Regions from separate parts of the Macaca mulatta genome. Here region 1 is linked to region 2. The links are chromatin contacts, called in public Hi-C maps. All regions are on one chromosome and are shown on one strand. Each heading gives the region's core, a stretch centred on a gene start, on an enhancer-like site or on the middle of the called end of the contact. The rest is flanking DNA. Distances are from core to core; before and after follow the strand shown.

Region 1 (3,347 bases), core at 434-2,933, 290 kb after region 2:
TGCTCTTTTTATTTTTATTTATTATTTATTTATTTTTGAAATGGGGTCTTGCTATATTGCTTAGGCTGGCTTTGAACTCCTGGGCTCCAGCCCTCTGATCCTCCAGCCTGTCTCCTGAGTATACTGCTGGGACTACAGGCCTGCATCACTCCATCAAGCACTGTTTCTAAAATGTCCTTATTCTCAATAAGGCTTTGGCGTTAGAAGTTTTGTGACAGCTCTTCTAAGGTAAGTGTGAACGGTGACTTAATCTTTTGTTATTATTTGTGCCCAGCTTCCTCACCTGATAGAGCAGGCACTCAACAAATACATGATGATATATTTTTAACAACCAATGTGTGCGTGCCTCACCCTGGCTCCATAGATTTGCAAGATTTGTGTGTCCCTTCATAAGTCTTCCAAATGCAGGGCCTGCTTGCTGCCCTCTTTGCTCGCTGGGGCCCAGACGGCAGCCCTGGAGGCGCTGCTGGGAGGTTGTGTCCTGGGGTCCACCACTGCTGCCCGGTAAGCCAAGCCCGACTGTCCCTACATGGAAAATTCCTCCTCCAGATGGGTGATTCAGGGCACCGCCACTTCCCACGACCCCGGGAGTCTCCCTGGCCACAGTCCTGGCGGGACCCCCCCATGCCCAGCTCACTGTGACAGAGTCCCCTGCACAGTCCTGGGACGGCTCCAGGTCGAAGTCCTGGAAGACGAGCCTCACAGCAAAGCCCTCTGGAGCCTTAATGTCCGCGCTGCTCTCGTGGCCTTTGCGATACGGCTCTGGGTACCCGGGGGATGTCAGCTGCTGGGGTAGCTCTTGGGCCAAGAGGATGGAGCCCCCGGTGGGGCAAGCCTGGAGGACTCCCCAGAGGAGCAGCCACCACCTGTGAGTAGGGGGGAGGGCAAGGTGGGACCGCGCAGCTGTGGCCGGAAGCCTGTGGGTGTGGGAGGAGCGGGGGAGCCGCGCTAGGACTGAGAGGCCTGGCAAGGCCGGGTCAGAAGCGGTGGCCTCACCCTTGAGGCCCGGGCACTTCCCGTCTCCTCCCTTCCTCCCCTTCCTCACCCCATCCCTACAGCCTCCCGTGCAGCCTGAGCTCTAGGATTGTCGGTTTTCCCTCCTCCGAAGACATCACCTTTGCTCATCTCCCAGGAGAGTCTCATCCAAAGGAGGGGGTGCTTTCTGCTTCAGCAGATCCCACCCCATCCTGGGATCCGAGGGAGCAATGGTGGGGCGAGTGAGGGTCTGCCGCAAACACCCACCGACCACCCCCACGGAAGGTGCTACAGGCCGCAGGCAAATTTCAGTTTCCCCATGGAATATGTGCTGTGCTGCTGCTGCTGCTGCTGGTGGTGTGTGTGTGGGGGTGTGTGTGTGTGTGGGGTGTGTGTGTGTGGGGTGTGTGTGTGTGGGGTGTGTGTGTGTGTGTGTGGGTGGGTGGTAGGGTGGGGGGGGGGGAGGGGAGCGTTTGCGGCCACACACCCTCCCATCCCTCTCCCTCCCGTCCTCTTCCCTCCTCGTCTGCCGGGAACACACTCACATTGCGCCTGGACAGCCTGTGGAGTGAGGCCTTCTCCAGAGATATTTCCCCCACACTCTGGGTCCAGGCATCTGGAACTGGACATCTGGGACCTGCGAGAGAACTGGCCCAGGCTAGGGAACAAAAGGTGAAGGCCGGTGGGGGAGGAGGAAGTTCCTGGAAGTGTTGAGCAACTCCTCAGTTCCCCTTCTCCAATTCTCCGGGCGGAGCGCCACCTGCCGTCGGACTCAGGAACAGCGGGCCGGCCGCAGCTTAGGGGAAAAGTCCCAAAACCTCGCTGGCCCTCAGAGGTCAGGGTGACAGGACACTGACTCAACCCTTTTGTACTATTTAACACTGATTTTTGCCACGTGTGTAGGATGACTCCTTGTGAGTTATGGCTGCTGCCTTCACTCAGCCATGTCTCTTCCTCCCCGACCTTTCCCTTCACCGACATACCTGGGGAGCCTCCCTCTTGTGGAATTGAAGTTTGTGATCCTTGAACTTGAGCTTTCTCTTCCTTTCCCTCCTCACCAAGCAGGGGTGGGGGACATGCGCTTAGGTGGCCTTTTGAATCCTACCCACAACCTCTGCAGGCTGCTCGTCCAGCATGGTCAGGGCTGGGGTCGAGCCCAGGTGTCCCTCAGTCCCTAGTCCCAGTCATCACTCAAGCCGTCACTCAAGCTTCTGTAGGCAGTCACTAGAGCCCGTGGCTGCTCTCACCGCTCCCCGAGGAAGGACATTCACCCACAACTTGGTAGAAGGCCAGAAGGCCCTTGTGGAGGTGGATGGTCCTGTCCTCAGAGAAGGCAGGTGTGTGGAAGGCCTTACACTGTACACACACACATGCACACACACACACACACACACACCCCTCTCAGAGAAGAATCTATTGCTTCCTCCATTTTGCATATAGTAATATGGCAGCAAGTTACAGACCTAAACAGGATATGCTCTGCATCTTTGGTTTTTCTAGGCTAGAGAGATTTAGGAGAGCCACAGTCCATGGCTACAAGGAGATGATAAGAGAGTGATGGCCAGGACAGATACAATTTCTCAGGTACAGCCTTGAGCTCAAGCCTGCCTGTCTGCCACATCCCAACCCCAAACACACCTGGGGATGATCTCCTATGCCCGTCTTTTGAGGAGTGGGCCCCTCTGACTAGGACTTCTTTCCTCCGGTGAGATCACTGAAACCTGCTCTCTCATAGAACTCTTAGGGTCACCTGGAGCACCTTGGGAGCCAGAGATGCAGCCAAAGAGTGAACAATGGTACCAATCCCAAGACCCATGTGTTAGGAAGAAACCAGCCAAGACTCAGATCAGGACTGGGGAGTCTACCTCTCGTCTCCCTTCAGAGCATTATTTCCTTGTTTGCTAAGAGGGGCAGGAGCTGGAAAACCCAGCTAGCCCATCTGAGAAGACTTTCTTGGAGATGAGCTGGAGGAAGGAGGAGTAAGGCCTTGGAAGGAAACTCCAGGACAGGTAGGATGACTGACTGTTTTGATTTGCATGGGACTAACGGGTTTCCCAGGACATGAGGCTTTCAGTTTTAAAATGAGAGAAGTTCTGGGCAAGCCAGGACTGGTGGTCACCCTAAATGGATAGGGGCAAAAGTGCTAGAGTGAGGCTGGGTGGGAAAGAGGACAGAGAGCCAAGAGGGTGGAGAGGCAGTGACGCACCGGCAGCCCCAGGTGACTGGGCAGTCCAGGGCCTGGATGTGGTCCCTGTTTGGGGTAATCCAGCACTCTGAATATGAGGGCCCACCTTGGTCTCACCTAGGTGGTGTGTGTGGCTGCAGTGTGAGTTAGGGTCAAGGACAAGGGGACGAATGGCCGGTGATGTGGG
Region 2 (3,474 bases), core at 883-3,382:
GGTGGTGGCAAGGCCTCAGCACAGTCTGTGGTATCACAGGGCTCACTGGTAGAGCAGGCAGCGCTTCATGGCAGGGGGAATGGCAGGGCAGATACCTGGCCGAGCCGGGTATCCCCCAGGGTGTGGCGCACACACAGGTGGCTCAGGTGCAGAAGACAGTGTGGCTCCGCTGGGAGAGAGAAGGAGGGGAATGTGAGTATGGGTGCAGCCACCAGTCAGACGTCCTCAAACTACAGGGTCCTGCCCAGATGCCTTTCTGCTTTCCTGCTTTGAGTGTGCCCACCTTGGCTGAAAGGGGAATCTGAGATGCCCTGAAGTTCTGCCTCCCACTTAAGATTTCACACATCCCTAGTCAGAGCTGGGATGAAGCGCTGGCTAAGGCCCTCTAAGTGACAGGCCAAGGTGGCTCTGACCGTGGTGGAGCTGGCCCAGGCTTTGACTCCAGAGGCTTGGGAGCTGGGGCTGAGGTGAGGAAGGATGGCCGTCCACTCTACAGCTCACACAACTGCAGAGAGCAGCTCCAAGCCCTGGCCCCAGTCAGTTCCTAGGAAGGCTCCTCCCCTGCTGCCCCTCCCTAAGGCCCTGCCTCCTCCACTGCTCTCCTCCCTGGTGCCCAGGGCCCCAGTGTCTCCATGCTGAGGAAGGAAGTGGGTATGTGGCACAGAGACAGGTCAGAGCCCAGAGAATCCGGTACACACCCCGGGTACCTGGCTCTGCCTGTCCTCCTCCTTTTGGACCTGTACATCAAACCCAGTACCTAACCCTTTGCGCCTCTTGCTCAGGGGTTGATATCTCCTGAATTCTCTCATCCCTGGAGTGCCTCCCTCCATTCTGAAGGTTCACCATTTACTGGCCAAGAAAACTTGAGAAAGTTGCTTTCTCAAGCCTGTTTCACCTCTATTGCTGCTGGATTAAATAACAGCCGTAAAGACCCCTAGCCTTTCCCAGCACTGAACAGGCGAGAGGCAGGCTGGATGAAGGTGCATCCCCTCTGCTCTTGTCAGAAGAGTTTCCATCCCAGACCGCTGCCACCAGGGACAGAAAGTTCTCCCCACATCTGCCCCAGGCCTCACCTCTCCTTTCGCCCAGGTAGCGGATGCGGACCTGGCACTGGCCCCAGACAGCGCTTACTGCCGGATAGAGGGTCCTGCCCTTCAGTCCGCAGAAGGCTGTCCCCAGGTAGGTGCTCCCAATAGCGTAGCCCAGAGTTCCCTCCTCCATGTCCAGAACAGCAGTCTCTCTGGCACCTCCGGCTGCTCACCCTAAGTTCCCGCTGGATACTGGGGCGCTCCGGGCCCCTTGGTCTGATGGTACAGCTTCCCCCGCCCGATGTCCCAGCCCCACGACTCGCTGTTGCTGCCCAGCAGCGCCGCGTAGTGCTTAGTCGGCAGCGGGGCGCGGGCCGTGGCCACGCCCACCACGGCATACGGGCCCCTCTGCTCTAGGGGCCAGCTGATCTCCCAGGCGTGCAGGCCTCTTGAATAGCCCCTCTTACCCCGGACACCATCAGTGCTCTGGGACATGGGCCTCCGCTCAAAGTACAACCCTCCTTCCTTGACTTCGATGTTCTCTGAACAGTCTATGGGGTTCCAACCGTGGCGTCGTTGGGCCCCCCGTTCAGGAGGGTGTGCAGACAGCAGCTCTTCCAAGCCCTCGGGACAGGAGACGTCAGGGTACAGGGCCTGTGGGGTGGGGGTGCTGCTGCTGTCCCCCGCCAGGGCTGTCTCGCCCATGGAGGTGAGGAGCTATAGGGCTCCCCGAAAGAGGCTTGCTGGGGCGTCTCTCTTCTAAAAGTTGAGCTCCAGTTTGAGATTGGCCTGGAAGCGAGTTGGGAGAAAAGGGGTGGAGGAGCAGAATCCTGGCGGGGGGTCGTCACCCAGGCACCCCATCCTTTCACCCAAGTTTGCCAACTGGCCCGCTCCTCCCCCCTCGCTGCCCGAAAGCTCCCGGACCCCTCATCTGCCCTCGCCCCATCTGACCCAGGTCGCCCGAGACTCTCGCGAGTTCGCCCCCTTTGGGCCTCAGCAGGGACCATCCGCCTTACTCGCCCCGAGCCCTAGCCGCTGCCCCCGAACCTCGGTTGGATTCCCAGCCCAGGAAGTCGCCGGGCCTCTGGAAGAGCCGGGCGGAAAGAAGCCGAGGCGCGCAGGGCGCACACCGCGTGCCGCTTCCGCCCCCAGCACCTCCCTCGGGCGGTGCTCACCCCGCGGCCCCGCCCCGCCAGGGCCCTCCGGGGCGTTAACCCTCTCATCGCCGCCCCGGGTTGTGCAGCCCGAGGCCGCGCCCCTGTATGGCCTCGCCCCTTCGGGGGCAGTTACCTGTCTACCCGCCGCAGCCGCGGGGAGCATGCCCCGCCCCCTGGACCCCACCCCGGGCGGTTAACCTCGGGTCTCCGCACCGGGCTGTGACCCTCCCCGAAGCCCCGCCCCCACGGCGAAGGCCCGGGGCGATTAACCCTTCTCTCCCTGCGGCAGAGTCCGCACCCGGTCAGGCCCAGCTCAGAATTAACGCTTTGATGGCATCACCGCCTTGGGAATCCCTGGGGATGGTGTTCACCGTCAAGACCTTTGAACCGCCTGAGCAACTAACTCCTGCGACCTTGAGGATAAGGAGCATGGGGTGAAGGAGGGGCTTCATTGTGCTGACTCCCATTTCTATTTCCCTGTGATTCTGGGTCACTGTTTCTGGGTTGGTCCCTTTCTGCCCCGGGTTTTGAGTCAGCCTGTGCCACCTCTGAGGCTGTGAAATCTGCTTCAGGCTCTGGGCTGTACGCATCATAGTTTTCCCTGCTGGTCCAGTCTTCATACTGGATGCCAATCCATTACTGAGCCGTTGATCTCATTTGGTAGAGTGTCCTGGCTGAGACTTGGAGTTTGAGTGAAGCTATGCCACTAGTTAACTGTGTGATCTCGGGGAAGTTGCCAGATTTCTCCTTTTTTTTTTTTTTTTTTTTTTTTTGAGACAGGGTCTTGCTGTCACCCAGGCTGGAGTGCAGTGGCGCCATCACAGCCCACTGCAGCCTTGACCTCCTGGGCTCAAGTGATCCTCCTACCCCAGCCTCCCAAGTAGTTGGGACTACAAGCATGTGCTCCCATGCCCAGCTAATTTTTTAAAAATTATTTTTATTTTTTTGAGATGGAGTCTTGCTCTTATTGCCCAGGCTGGAGGGCAGTGGCACGATCTCGGCTCACTGCAACCTCCGTCTCCCAAGTTCAAGCGATTCTCCTGCCTCAGCCTCCTGAGTATCTGGGATTACAGGCACCCACCACTATGCCTGGCTATTTTTTGTATTTTTAGTAGAGACAGGGTTTTGCCATGTTGGCCAGGCTGGTCTCGAACTCCTGACTTTGTGATCTGCCTGCCTCGGCCTCCCAAAGTGCTGAGATTAAAGGGGTGAGCCACCACTTCCAGCCAAAAAAAAATTTTTTTAGAGACAGGGTCTCCCAAAGTGCTGAGATTTCAGGCATGAGCCAC

What was found. Hi-C and Micro-C count contacts between places; a contact is called where the count stands out from the background.
Region 1: a Hi-C map of liver shows a contact between it and region 2, with 4 times the contacts expected there. The contact joins the promoter of C1RL here to the promoter of SPSB2 in region 2. A contact is called at or near these places in 2 of 14 Hi-C or Micro-C datasets (fetal cortex germinal zone and liver).

What each region holds. Positions count from the first base shown.
Region 1 is chr11:8,126,474-8,129,820 of T2T-MMU8v2.0, forward strand. C1RL (complement C1r subcomponent like) reads right to left here and starts at 1,684. Exons shown (of 5, transcript XM_077953476.1): 1 at 1,521-1,684; 2 at 638-866. The coding sequence starts at 1,591. It also overlaps a transcript of CLSTN3 not described here.
Region 2 is chr11:7,836,659-7,840,132 of T2T-MMU8v2.0, forward strand. SPSB2 (splA/ryanodine receptor domain and SOCS box containing 2) reads right to left here and starts at 2,133. Exons shown (of 4, transcript XM_077953439.1): 1 at 1,235-2,133; 2 at 1,074-1,232; 3 at 83-169; 4 at 1-80. The coding sequence starts at 1,733. The coding sequence ends at 43. It also overlaps the pseudogene LOC100429951.